Linked DNA regions of Mus musculus: regions 1 and 2 are each linked to region 3. The links are chromatin contacts, called in public Hi-C and promoter capture Hi-C maps. All regions are on one chromosome and are shown on one strand. Each heading gives the region's core, a stretch centred on a gene start, on an enhancer-like site or on the middle of the called end of the contact. The rest is flanking DNA. Distances are from core to core; before and after follow the strand shown. Region 1 has its middle 7.8 kb from the start of Mirlet7a-1. Region 2 holds the start of A830005F24Rik (RIKEN cDNA A830005F24 gene). Region 3 holds the start of Bicd2 (BICD cargo adaptor 2).

Region 1 (4,582 bases), core at 1,192-3,691, 800 kb after region 3:
CCGTTTTGGTTCATTCAAGCCCTGGATGGGCTGGATGATATCCACTCACATTAGGCAAAGCCATTAGTTTTTCCTTAGTTTACCACTTTAAATGTTAATCTCTTCTAGAAACATCCTCACAGACATCCAGCAATATTATTTAATAAGATATCTTGGGGCATGGTGGCTCAAACTGACACACTAAAATGGCCCATCACACCCCGGAATAAGGACGGAGAGTCTGATCGATGAACAGCAGGGAGATCAAGAAGTGAATATATCATCTTGAAGTCATGCAATGAACAATGAACGAAAGGACAAAAGAGAAGACACAGGTCAAAGGAGATCTTAACAAGGGGAGGACTGAGGCAAAGAGGCCAGAGGACATTTCGAGAAGTATGTATGCTTTACTTTGGCAGTTTTGGTTACAATTACTTGTTTGTCTGGACTGAGAAAATTTGGAGGGAGTCATGCTAGAGGTGGAACGGAACTGAGGTAGCAAAGCCTCCAGGACACAGGGTGGGCCTCTCCAAGGACCTCGGCTGAAGGAATTTGCTCTTTCAGGGCCCAGGGGGTGGCTTCTCTGTGGGCTACTCCTACTTTATAGGTCCCAATTCCCATAGTCTAGAATGTCTCTTTCTCTTAGGACGGAAACCAGAAGCTTCAGCCATCCGTCGCCAGTCAGGTGGCTATATTGAGGCATTTTGATTCTGTAAGTCACCTTCAAATTAGGTTTCTGTTTACTGAAAAAAAAAAAAAAGTAGAAAGAAAAAAAGGAAGAAAACGAAACAGCAAAATCCACACCGCTATGCCTACGAAGGAAAACCTACTGTGAGGAGTCCAGCTTTGTATGAAGAGTTGATGACATCGTGTGGTTTATAATCCTCTTTCTCACAGTATATCCTGAAGGTTGAAGCTCTTCCTCCCCATATCCTACCTATCCCACAAGGTTCACCACCCTCCTCTTCTTTTTGTTCACTTGTTCACTTTAGTCCCAAACTCTCCCATCTTCTAAACTCTCTTGTCATTTGCTTTGGACAGAGAATGTTAGGATGGCTTATAGTTGGAGTTTATAATATAAGCACTTTGCTGACGTGTACAGTGCCTTTTTCCCCTGGATGGATTGCAGATGAATGTTCATAGGGTTTTGTTGATGCTTGACTCTCTTGACTCTCTTTTTTAAACCGTGCAAACCTACTATCATTAAATAGTACCCCAACCCACCCACCAAAGAGCAGAGAGGTCTCCTAGTGCATGGAAAGTTCCAGTAAGAATGAAGAAATGCTTTTGCATTGATTTAAAAAAAAAGAATTCGTAAAGATTGCTTTGAAAAAGTTTTAGCACAAAAATTTCAATACATGGGAAAGAAAAAAAAAATAAAAGAGATAAAAGATACACCATAGGAGACCTAACTCCTTATGTGACAGATGGGTGAAGTGAGGTATGGAGTGGCCTTGGCGTCGAGCCCCGGAGCCCCCGAGAGGGAAGACTGAGTGAATCCAACATCTTGGGTACACGTGAAAACCGCCCCGAAAACTCTAGCACCTCCCGCCTCGCAGCCGGCAGAGCGGACGGAGGCCACGTGACACGACTTGTCCATCACCGCGGAGGGCGGGACTCAGAGGACGGTCCTCGCTATTCTCCCGGTCCTCCAGTAGGGAAAGAGGAGCCTGTCACGGTGGGCGGGCCAGACCCGCCTTCTCCGCGGCGGGGGCGGGCTCAGCCGTCACCCTCCAGTGGGGGTCCGGGTGAGCCCCGACCGGCTAAGGCGAGAGGGCGAGGCACACGTCCGTCAACAGCGTCCGCCAATAGGAATGCGCGCTGCCCGCAGCTCCCGCCCCCGCCTCGGATTCCCGGCGCGCGCGTAGCCTTCCCTCAGGCCGCCGAGGCGGCGCCCGCCCGCCCGCGCTTCCATCCGGGTTCTCGCGCGCTGCTCTCTCCCGGGCGCGGCGGTGGAGGGCCACGGTGGGGGGAAAGCCAGACCATTTCCCGTGGCGGCAGCGGGACGCCTTTATCCGCGAGCTTGAGGTGGGTACTGCGGGCGTGAAGGCGAGCGCGGGGACGTCGCCATTTTTCCCTCCTCCAGACTCAGCGGCGGCGGCAGCGGGCGACCAGGAGGGAAGACTTGGGGGCTGCCGCGCCGCACCCTGGGACCCGTGGGATGGCCTGGGCGCCTCGGGCAGGCGGGTGGCCCCGGGGCCGGTGGCCCACGGATGCCGTGGGCCTTGGGGCTCGGGCGGGGGAGGGGTGCCGCGTGGCCGCTGGCCTGCCCCAGCCCCCTCCGCTTCCCGCCCAGCTCCTCGGCGACCGGGCGGGGGAGGGGGGTCATTCTTCACATTCCTCACCTCGCCCCTCCCCCGCCGCTTCAATCAAACTTGCGGCGGACGGAAGTCCCGCCCTCTGGCTCGCGCCGGTTGGTCGGGGCTACCTCCCCGCTGTGGCGTGACTGGCTGCGGACGTAGCCGGGCCTCTATGACGTCACTTCCGCCGTCAGGTTTGTGGGCCGGGGAGACCTTGGCTTTGGTTGGGGGGGGTGGGATGGAGGAAGGTAGGAAGTGCGGGGGGCGGGGAGGGACGGGGCGGGGCGGGAAGGCGCTGGCAGGGAGGGAACGGAGAGCCAACGCTGGCTGCTTGCCCCTGCTCCGCTCGGCCAACTGCGGCCTGAGGGCCTGGAGCAGCTGCTGGGGCTGGAGGATCGCTGCGGCTGCCCGTCCTTGGCCAGGGGGAGGGGAGCGCGAGAGCGGGAGGAAACTGTATCCCAGGGGATGGGGTAGGAGATTTGCAGCTCGGTGGCACCGGAAACGAGACTGGCCTTTTGACTGGGGAGGCTGCAAACTCTTGGAAGCGGGTGGCCTCTCGGAGGCCGGCTAAGAAAACTTATCTCTCGGCGCGCTCTTTAGCGGAGGCAGGGTGGTAACCTTTATGCCCTTGGCCAGGACTGCCCTTCGGTGATCCCGCTTGTTAGTGCAGGGTCTGTGTCAGAAGTGATCGTCTGTGTTGTAGTTTTCAACTTTTTGTGTTAAAAGGATAATTATGAAAGGACAAGGGGGGGCGGAGAAAAACTTTAGAAACTTAGTTAAAATGGAAGACGATGACAGATTGCTTTTTTAACTGTTGAAAAATATTGGCAACCTGTTTTTGAAGTTTAAAACATTAGTGTTCTTGTTTTTGATTGCCTGATAATCTTGTGAAGAAAATTGAACAAGTAAACAATCTTTTTATAAGAAAAGTTAGTTTAGCCGGGCACGCCTTTAATCCCAGCACTTGGGAGGCAGAGGCAGGCGGATATCTGAGTTCTAGGCTAGCCTGGTCTACAAAGTGAGTATCAGGACAGCCAGGGCTACACAGAGAAACCCTGTCTCGAAAAAAGCCAAAAAAAGAAAAGTTAGTTTAATACAGATTTTTCAGCATTCTGGCCTTTCATTAGGTTCTGTCAGTTGAAGCAGTAATATTTGGGAAATTTGAAATTGTTAGTGTAACAAAAATACTAGTTGGAAATGTAAGAACTTTAATTAGAGAATAGAAATCTTCCAAATTAAGTCGGGTCTAAAAAGTGTTATCAAAATTGTGTAGATGGGGCGTGCATTTTACCCTATGGGTAATTTTATTGTAGAAATTGATAGTTTTGTAGACTTGAAGCAAGCTGTGCCCTCCCCCACTATAAATTGAAGTTGTGCTGATTTGAGACTTAGTAATTTTTCAAGCTGGAAAGGTAGAGGAATGCAAAACATGTGGCTATAAAGAAGGTGTTGGCACACAAGTTTAATCCCAGCACTCAGGAGGCAGAGGCAGGTGGATCTCAAGAGTTTTGAGGGCAGCCTGATCTACAGAGCAAGTTCCAGGACAGCCAGGACTGCACAGATAAAACCTGTTTCAAAAACAAACAAACAACAAAAAAAAGTACTTCAGTTCACAGAGTGAAGTATTAAAACAAATGGTCCTGCTGGAGTTGTTGCTCAGTGATAGAAAGCTTGTCAGACATGCCTGAATTGGTGGGTTGAGTTTCCAGTACTAATAAAATAAATGCTCATAATAATTTAATGTTAGTAAGTCTCATTTAGATTTCTTGAGGGTCCTGGGAAATGTCCCTAGTAAACCTCCTCCAGAACTAAGGAAACTAATTGGTTTAGAGAATAGCATCCTAAATATCAAGTTCCTTTTATTTCAGTAACTAATGTTACAGAACCAGTGTGAGTTGGTGACAATTGTGCAGATAGATAAGTGGTTGAAGGCACTTAGCATCATACCTGACAGTGACCCAAGTTTGAATCCTTGGGACTCACCCACATGGTGGGAGGAGAGAACTGACTCCAAGTTATCCTTCGATGTCCACATTTGTGCAGACATAATACAAAATAATTAAAAAAAAGAAGCCTTTTTAAAAATACTACAAAGCCAGAGCTGGAGGTGTAGCTCACTCAGTTGATAAAGAGTACTTGCCAGCCATGCCTCAAGCCCTGGGTTCCATCTCCAGTTCCTGCCTGCAATCCCTGCACTGTTAGAGGTTATCCTCAGCTATGTAGAAGGTTCCAGGCCATCCTGAGCTGTATAAGACCCTGTTTCAAATAAAGGAGGCTAGATGGAAGCACCACCAATGAATGTT
Region 2 (4,781 bases), core at 2,070-4,569, 830 kb after region 3:
ATTCCTTCAGGTGACAGGGCTAGGAATCACCTGTGTGAGCATCTAAGCCATGCACACTAGATGGCTGTGTCTCAGTGTCTGAGTCAGGGTTTCTATTCCTGCACAAACATCATAACCAAGAAGCAAGTTGGGGAGGCAAGGGTTTATTCAGCTTACACTTCCATACTGTTGTTCATCACCAAGGAAGTCAGGACTGGAACTCAAGCAGGTCAGGAAGCAGGAGCTGATGCAGAGGCCATGGAGGGATGTTCTTTACTGGCTTGCTTCCCCTGGCTTGCTCAGCCTGCTCTCTTATAGAACCAAGACTACCAGCACAGAGATGCCACCACCCACAAGGGGACCTCCCCCTTGATCACTAATTGAGAAAATGCCTTGCAGCTGGATCTCGGGGAGGCATTTCCCCAACTGAAGCTCCTTTCTCTGTGATAACTCCAGCCTGTGTCAAGTTGACACAAAACTAGCCAGTACACTCAGTATCCACCTGCATCTCTATTAAAATATACCGGGATGCATGATGATGTATCCCATCCTACTCTGGTACCACATCCTGACTGCATCTCCCCCCTTGCTTATAATGACCTTCTCTTTAACAGTGAAAAAGATCTCGTCTCTACCATGTGTCATACTGTCAGAACAAGGTCCAAGAATGGAGTAGTGTGAGAATTCTGAATGTTTGTGAGAAAACTAAAAACAAAACAAACCCCGAGAGTCTTGTGACCCATTTCTTCAAAACATGAAACTACACCCAAGAACACATTTCCTGTTTTGAATGCAGTTTCTTGTTCCTCCCAGGTGGAGCAAATAGCAGAGCGCTTTCTTCAGGTGACTCATCATTACTTGTTATTGCTTGCTGGTGTTAGTCAATTAAATGTTTCACTTCTGTGAAAAAACACGTTTGTCCTACACCTGGCTTCTCCTTGTGGTTGTTAACAGCTTGAACTCATGAGGACTTTGAGTTTTCTTAACTCTCAGTATAAACTGGCTGATGCTCTGAATGAAGTTGGCTATTGCATAAGACTTTCTAGTCGGCTTCATTTATTGACTCCGTTCTCCCAGGTCTCACCTCCTCTAGAGCAGTAGACATCATGTCTTCATTTTTTTTTTCCTGACCCAGTGTGCATACTCTTGTGAGAAAAAAAAAATGAACTGAAGGGCATTATAGCAATTTTGAGACAGAAAGTTCTTAGTGTCTTAAGAGATGGATTTTAAAAAAACCTTACAAACCTAGCTTATCTTAGGTGATGGCTTTTGGAAGTGTTTCGGATTTATGAGCAGAGTTGGCTCCTCAGCTGGGTCCCAGCTGCTGAGGTCTGTTCTGGGTCCAGTCCCTTTATCTCTCTCTATCTTTTTACACTCGAGCATGCGGGTGTGTGTGTGTGTGTGTGTGTGTGTGTGTGTGTGGTGTGGGTACGTATGTGTTTGCACATGTGCATGTGTGTGGAGGTCAGAGGCTGACGTCAGGTGTCTTTTTCTGCCACTCTAGTCATACAAATTGCATGGTGGCACACGCCTTTAATCACAGGACTTGGTAGGTAGGGGCAGATGAACCTTTGTGAGTTTGAGGCCAGCAGGGGCTACAAAGTGAGTTTCTGGACAGTTTCTGGAGAGACCCTATCTCAAAATGCAAAACAACAACAACAAAATTGAAGCAAGGTGTTGAGCATCCGAACCCGAATCTTCATGCTTGAGCACCATGGCATGCACATTATCCACTGAGACCATCTCCACATGATATTTCTTTTTACTTAATGTATTTTTATTTAATGCATTTTTATTTATTTTTATAAGTATTAATGTGTTTTGCCTGCAGGTAAGTGCACTGTGTGCATGCAGTTGTCTGTAGAGACCAGAAGAGGGCATCTGATCCTTGGAAGTGGAATTCTAAGCAGTTGTGAGCCATCTTATAGATGCTGGGAACTGAACCTGGGTCCTCTGCAAGATTCCCAAGTGCTCTTAACACTCGGTAGCCACCTCTCCAGCGCCTCTCCTTATTTCCTAGTATTATTCTTACTGATTTTATTTTTTCTTTATCTGAACAATATAGACCCATTTTACTGGCATGACATCTTTTAATTGAAAACTTGACATTCCATGTTTTTTGCCTTATCAAGTGTGGCGTGTATCCTAAGTATGCTCAAACTTAAAAAAAAATAAAATGAAGTTACTTGTAAACAATTTGATCTTTTCTAGGCTTAGTTTTGCATTTTCCTAGGTGAAACAAGAAAGGCTCGGGGGCCCCATCTTGTCTTCCTATCAAGATGAAACCATTTCCAGGTATTATGTACAACTCTGAAGGCTTTATGGCCTCATAGGAAGAGGTGTTGTTCCTCACCCCCTTTATTCCCACTGACATTTTTCCCGGGACTTTTCCCTGGGATGGCACAGCTGTGTGTCGCGTGCTGTCAGTGTTCGGTGAACGCCCGAGGAAGGAGCCACTGAACCTCTGTGGATTTCTCTGGTCCTTCGTACTGTCCTTTGAACTGAAGCTGCCTTGGTTTCCCCAGGGCCCCGGCTTCGTCTCAGGTTGACCTCCAGGTCTTGCTCGGGTCTCCCTTCTCTGTTCTGTGCCAGAACGGTTTCTCACCAGGGGAGTTCGCTGCTCACTTCGTTTATTGTCCACATCACTGATATTCCTCCATTGTTTCTGTGTGCAGTGCTTCCCCATCGGTTTCTTAGTCCATGTTGTCCTTTTAAAGCTTGTTTTATGTGGAAGACTGAATCTGGTCCCTGTTGACTTCTGCTGTTTGCCACCTCACTTTAAGAAGCAAATGGGAAATAATTTGAAAATACTGCTCACGTCAAATACTAGAAATACAATTGAAAATTCAAATTCAATTAAATTGAGTTCCGCTCAAATTCCTAGTCTTTTCGCAAAGATTTTTGTCTTTCTGTTACAACCAAGAAGTGTTTTTTTGTATGAGCAAAATAGTTTAAAACATTACACTATGAATATCTTCAAACTTAGTTTGCCCTTGTCTTTTTGTAATCATTTTTTAAAAAAAGTATTATTTTCAAGAAACAACACCCACAGTATCCACACATGCTGCAGTTTAAAACACACGACTCACAGGCACGTAAAAAAGAAAAAAAACAAAACAAACAAACAAACAAAAAACCAACCAAGATTGAATTGGCAGGAGGAAGGCATCTAGATAGCACATCTTTTTTAAAAGAATTGATTAATGAGCTTCCTTAGAAGTACGCAAAGATTACTTCGGTTTGGCTTTTCTGCTTTTTTTCTGTTTCTCTAAGATCTTACCCTGTTGTCTTGCAGTCAATGAAAGAGTCCGGCAGTGCTAGGGAGCCCCTCCTATAGTCTGAAGCTTCGGGTTGCAGCCAAGTCAGCATGGGGTGTCCTGCAGTACGCGGCATTCTGGGTATTGTAGTTCCCCCATCTCTAGCGCTGCGTGGGTAGTGAAGTGCGCGCGCGTCACCCCGGTCGGTGTACTTCCGCATCCTGCAGTCGTCACCTGTGCCTGTGGACGATTCTACTGCGGTTCTGGTGAGCGAAAGTGCAGACGTCCTCGGCTCTTGCAGATCCCTCCAGGCGGGGAAGAGTCCGGAGAGCTGGCGTGGGCCACCCACAAGGTTCAGGTGTCTGCCGCTGCTCCATCCTCGATGCGTGGAGTCTTTGGGAGTGGAATCAGCTTCTCTGCCCATCCCGGAGGAGGGTCTCGGTGAAGACCCTGGGATGGGGAGGGGGCCATGTGAGAACGGGGTTAGGGGTCCACTATCTTGTCCTAAACAAGCTACAGGTCAGTCTGGCCTGCTTCCCAGGCTATGACGCTGTAGGTGTGTCCCCTGTGTTAGTGCCAGGTCAGGGAGATTGGACCTGGGGCATCTAGATGTCACCTTTCCACCCCCGCTCTCTGTTGAGGTTTGTGAGGGATCAGAGCCATCCTCCACAGGAACAAATGTCTGAATTGGTGAGGACAGAAGTCTTGGGGAGCTGCACTCATCATGAATTTGGAAATACAGCTTGGTCGCTTGCCTTGCGGGGAAAACATACAGAATTGCCTGGCTGAATGCAACGGCAAAGACCAAGAGACTAGAGCTAGTCTTGAAGTTTGGAGTCTTGGTGTGTGACAAGGCTTGTGTGTGTGGTGTGTATGTGTGTGCGCGTGCGTGCCTGTGTGTATATGTGTGTAGGGGGGAGTGGGGGTGGCCTTTTTACACATTGTGGGCTAATGACCTTGTGTGGCTCCCTTGAGCTCTGGGATCTTCCAAGAGCCTGGAGTGATGTAATGGGAAGAGACATTTCCCCCATGACCCAGGGCTTGTTGGCTCCCTGAATTTCTGGCGGTGTAGCCTGGTTTCTCCTTTTCTCTTTAGTTCTCTGATCTATATATACAACTCATTTTGATTATATTCACCACTGAAAATTCTGTCCCCAGTCCACCTATCTTTGTGACCTATCTTTCTTTTTTGTTTCAAAACCCTTTAAGACTAACTTATGCTGAATTCAATATTCTTGAATATTTCATTGGATTGTTATTGGCTTACCTCGGGCTATATACTCTTAGAGAAACCCTTCTCCTCCTCTCCCAGCAGCTAGTAATTGCCGTAGCTTGGTACTAGGTATTTGGTGCCGAACTCTTGTCTCTGTGCTGAGATTTGTTCTGGTTTGGGCTTGCACGGGTCTTGTGCATGGTGTTGTAACTGCAGTGAGCTTGTATGTACAGTTGCCCTATTGTCTGTACTGGCTGGTTTTGTGTGTCAACTTGACACAGGCTGGAGTTATCACAGAGAAAGACGCTTCAGTTGGGAAGTGCCTTCATGAG
Region 3 (4,497 bases), core at 1,183-3,682:
CTGGCATGGGTGTGAAGAACAGACACAATGCTGACAAGAGGCAAATTGGCACAAACTTTTGGCAGCCCTCTCTGAATCTGATGCATTCCTCTGGATTCTACTAGAAACTTCTGGAAGAAACCTTATCCCACCTCACAAAGAGGAGAGGAGCAGTCTGCCCAAGCCTATATATATAGCCAGTGTGTGGATGGCATTAGGCTAAGCAGATACCTAAAGGGCAACCAAGAGACTAGATCACGTGTCCTGAGAGGTTTTCCTCCAGATAACGACAAGGCTATATGTAAACCATTGCTCTTCACTGTGCCATAAAATGATTCCGCCCATAATAATAATCCCATGAGGCTGACCAATAGAAGTCACCAAAGTTGGGACCAGCTAGCCTGTTTTCACTGCACATAGTACTGAAGAAAACCTGTTAATTCAGAAGAGGACAGTGAGCTTCCCAGGAGAGGTTCACAGGCATTCCATAGGAAGTGGGAAGGCAACCCATCTGTATGTGCAAAGGGAGTGGCACTATAATTAACAGTTGCTACCTGCCTGGAGGACCAAGGAGGGGGGAATGGGAGCCCAGAAGACTAGATTTGGGAAGAGGACACACCCACTCCATATTTTCACTCCATATTTTCTGACCTTCATCTATCACATCACTTTACATGCCCCCCCTCCAGGGGGTTGCCTGCCCCTCCCCCTCCAGGGGTCCCACTCCTTTGGTCAACCCTCTGCCAAATGAAGCCAGGCTTGGGAAAGTTACTAATGTCCTCTGTCAGGCAACAGATTTGAGAATCTGTGTGAAGACTCAATTCCTACCCGCCCAAAGAAGCAGGCACTTCTGGGACTCACCCAGCCCTGCTCTACCCAGACTTTAAGGACTCATTCCCCTAAAAGTCAGAGAGGCTCTCAAGAGTTCAGGCATCTATCCAAAGCTGACTGGGAGCAGAAGTATCAAAAGATGAGCCTGTGATTAATACTCAAGAGCAGAACTGAGTCTCACAGGGAAGGGAAACTGTTGAGATAATCCAACAAGCTACCTGTGTGGCCCCATGCCAGGCCTTTCCAAATATAGAATACTAAAAGCAATACTTCTGGATTGGCAAAGCTGTATTCCTACTTTGCAGAGCTGGAAGCTAAGGTTTGAGGAGAGCTTACCCATGGCTCACCCAAGGCTCACCCATCACAAGCAATAAGAAGGGGTTGGTCCAAACTCAAGTGTGTCCTTCTCCCATAAAGCATTTCCCCCAGTCTCCAGAACAAGGCTGGGGAGTCAAGAAGATGGGAGAGTTACTAATACTTAAATCATCCCAGAAAGCTTACCCAGGTCCCTCCTACTGCCCCTCCCCAAGCTCTTGGCCAGCCTGGGAGTCTAACCTCTCTTCCTACAGTGGGATGACACAAAGTACCATGTTTCCAACAGAAGAACACAGACTCCACGGTGACAGGCAGGCCCTAGGAGGCAGAGCAAGACAGGAAGCGGTCGATGGAAGCCATGCATCCCAGTAGTGGGAGCACCATTAATGAGATGGGGAAAAAGCAGCTGGTTGAGCGATGGATATCGGGAAAGCCGGCCTGTCAAGGGCCATAGGCAACCAGGGGCTGCGACTCACTCAGCCCTGTATCCATCCCTTCCCAGCCTCAGGCGGTCACGAAACCTGATGAATAGCACAGAAAGCAGCTGCTCCAAAATGGGGGGGAAGTGATTTGCTTGAAGGTGACAAACTGTGGTCAACCAACCCCAGGTCCAGCTTTTCCCTGGGGTCACTTGCACGGACAGCCTCAGTTGTAAGGGCATCATCTGCTCCCCACCAACCACACAGACACACCCTAGGCAGCAATAACCATAGCAGGACATCAGTCCTCAACGAAAAGGCCAACAAGGCCTGCAAAGAAAACTAGCGGGTGAGTGGGGCTGCAGGGAGTCTGGACCCCAGCAACCGGACACAGGGCCGAACAGGGTCCCTTCACCGTCACTGCCCGGGACCGCAACTCTAGGTCTCCTGCCCCACCCCTGGTACCTCCCACCACTGGGCAGGGTGACCTTAGCGCCCGAGGCAGGGGTCGCAGCCGACCACTCACCTCTTTGAGCTGCTCCATCTCGCTGCGGATGGCCTCATAGTCCACCTCGAGCTCCTCGAACTGCAGCTTGAGCTGGTGCTTCTCCTCCAGCACCGCCAGTCCATACTCGGCCGCCTGGATCTTCTCACGCGTGGTCTCGGCCAGCTCGTGGGACAGCCGCTTCACCTCGGCGCGCAGCCACTCCGGCTGCGCCTCCATCACCAGACGCGCATACTCCTCCTCCTCCGACGGCGCGGACATGGTGGCCGCGCGCCGAGGCCGGCTCCCACCTTGGCTCCCACAAGCCGGGCCCTCTTAGCCGCCGCTGCCGCCGCCCAGCCCCGACGGCCGCCCGCGCCGCCGCACTGCTCCTCCCTGACGCGCGCGGAACACTGGGGGCTGCAGTCCCACTGAGCATGGACTACACAACCCGTAGTCCCTTGCGCCCACCTGGTCCGCGCTTGTGATTGGTCTAAATCTCAAGGGGGCAGGCGCCTAACGTGACGCAAAGCTACGTCTCCCTTAGCATTGTGGGAGATGTAGTCCTATTTTACGCTCACTGCTTTGCCCGTTGTGCTCTGTACCCGCCTGGCTCCAATCGTTGATTGGCGGGCGCGTCTGACGTGACAAAAGTAGGGGTGCCACCGACCCCAGCCCAGGGACCCGGCAGCCACCCGGAGAACCTCAAGCCTTCCGCTCCCAGCCTTTGTGGAGTAAGGTGATCCGAGCTGTGGATATCACGAGTAAGATTCGCGTCCTGAAACGTCAGAGCATGGCTGGTGAGACTGTGTGGCGCGCGCTTTATGCGGAATTTGAATGACTTGTGGCGGGCCGCGGGCACTGCCAAAAGGATGCCAACAGCCTGACGCTAGGGGCTCAGGGGAGCCCAGGCCCGGATACTACTTCCTCTTGTCCATTGTCCGTTAGGATTTTCTTTCATGGAAATGAAGGCACCTCCGTGAGCATAATGTCAAAGGTGTATTTAAATGTTGTCCGTCCCCCGTTTTCGGCGAGACGTAGCTGTACTCTTCACTATAATTCTAAATAAAACTTCCCTCCTTGCATGGTGATTTGGATATAACAAGCGTGTTGTTCCCTTTCTCACTGCACACACCCCCGCAACACCACACCCTACAGCTGCGGACCACCATCAAACATAGAGGTCAGCTGGAGAGATGGCTAAGAGGATAAAGCTCTTGCTCAGTAAGAGCAAGGACCTATATTTGCGCCCCTAGAGCCCACCTAAAGCACAGTCTATCATCCCAATGTCCCTGAGGAAAGATGGGAGGTGGAAATTGGAGAATCCCCTGAAGCTAGGCTGGAGTATGAAAGACAGGGGCGGGAGAGAGGGGGAGACAAGAAAAGCAGAGATAACCAATCTCAAACAAGATGGAAGACAAAGACTGACAACTGGATCTTGTCCTCTGATTCCCAGTGCATGTGGGGCCTGTGTGCCCACACAGGAACATGAACCCACTTCACACACACACACACACACACAGGAACATGAACCCACTTCACACACACACACACACACACACACACACGCGCGCGCGCGAAAAGAAAATCTAGGATCAACACAAGAATTGCATAGTAAATCAACTTGGTGTGGTGGAACACACCTTTAATCTCAGCACTTGGGAGGTAGAGGTAGAAGAATTTCACGGCCAGCCTAATCTACATGTCAAGTTCCAGGCCAGCCACGACTAAATAGAGAGACCCTGTCTCAAAAGAGAGAGAGAGAGAGCGCTGTATAAGTAAATGTGTTATTCCTCCTTCTCTTTGGCCAACCAGCCTAATTTTGTACAACAGTCCTGGCTCTACACTGAGGCCCATATATCAGGCCTACGCAAGCTGTTCACACTAAGTGAAGGTGGATTTAGAAGGAACAAACTTTCCTCCAACAAGTCCCCAAGCTCTACAGAACCTACACTTATCCAGGCTGCCTGGGAACCTCTCCATACCCACCTGAACCTGACTGTGAGGCAGGTGTGAGTAGGGAGGGGGAGAGCCATGAGTTTCTGGTGAGAACCTGACCAGGGAACTTTGAACTTGAAGATAAAGGTGATTTGAGATACAAATGATAGCTCACTACTATTGTGGGCTTCCTTCAGCAGGGACAGTGCTGACCAGCAAGGTTAGGGCCTGGAAGAAGGTTTCTAGGATCTCCTTGTCACTGGTTGGAGTGGGGCAATCAGGAAATACTTCTCTGAGGAGGTGACAGCAGAGAGAGAGAGAGAGAGAGAGAGAGAGAGAGAGAGAGAGAGAGAGAGACCCAGAGGACTCCACATTCAAGGATGATGTATGTAGATCTTCCCCCAACTTTCAGATGAGAGACCACCTCTTTAGTACTCCCTGGGTCACAAGCCTGGCTCACTCAGTGCTCTCAATATTTCAGTTCACACCATTGTTTTATGAATGAGGAAACTGAGGCCTGTTACCAAATCC

What was found. Promoter capture Hi-C pulls out the DNA fragments that hold promoters and counts their contacts. Hi-C and Micro-C count contacts between places; a contact is called where the count stands out from the background.
Region 1: a Hi-C map of erythroblasts shows a contact between it and region 3, with 5 times the contacts expected there. The contact joins the enhancer-like site here to the promoter of Bicd2 in region 3. A contact is called at or near these places in 6 of 39 promoter capture datasets (the HPC-7 cell line, cranial neural crest, embryonic stem cells and 3 more) and 2 of 484 Hi-C or Micro-C datasets (adipose-derived mesenchymal stem cells and erythroblasts).
Region 2: a promoter capture Hi-C map of second pharyngeal arch cranial neural crest shows a contact between it and region 3. The contact joins the promoter of A830005F24Rik here to the promoter of Bicd2 in region 3. A contact is called at or near these places in 5 of 39 promoter capture datasets (cranial neural crest, frontonasal cranial neural crest, liver and 2 more), 1 of 484 Hi-C or Micro-C datasets (embryonic stem cells) and 1 of 115 datasets of contacts at active chromatin or transcription factors (embryonic stem cells).

Annotation. Positions count from the first base shown.
Region 1 is chr13:48,543,775-48,548,356 of GRCm38.p6, reverse strand. No RefSeq gene overlaps it. Among named protein-coding and RNA genes, the nearest start is that of Mirlet7a-1, 7.8 kb to the right of the region's middle. Within about 2 kb of position 2,441, at least 414 of the 459 cell types and tissues checked have an H3K27ac peak or open chromatin away from gene starts, as enhancers often do. A contact at or near this core is called in the HPC-7 cell line, adipose-derived mesenchymal stem cells, embryonic stem cells and 4 more, where this site is marked.
Region 2 is chr13:48,512,108-48,516,888 of GRCm38.p6, reverse strand. It overlaps A830005F24Rik (RIKEN cDNA A830005F24 gene), which reads right to left and starts at 3,319. Exons shown (of 2, transcript NR_165458.1): 1 at 3,260-3,319; 2 at 2,050-2,755. Zfp169 (zinc finger protein 169) reads left to right here and starts at 3,453. Exons shown (of 5, transcript NM_026450.3): 1 at 3,453-3,594.
Region 3 is chr13:49,339,484-49,343,980 of GRCm38.p6, reverse strand. It overlaps Bicd2 (BICD cargo adaptor 2), which reads right to left and starts at 2,432. Exons shown (of 7, transcript NM_001039179.2): 1 at 2,071-2,432. The coding sequence starts at 2,310.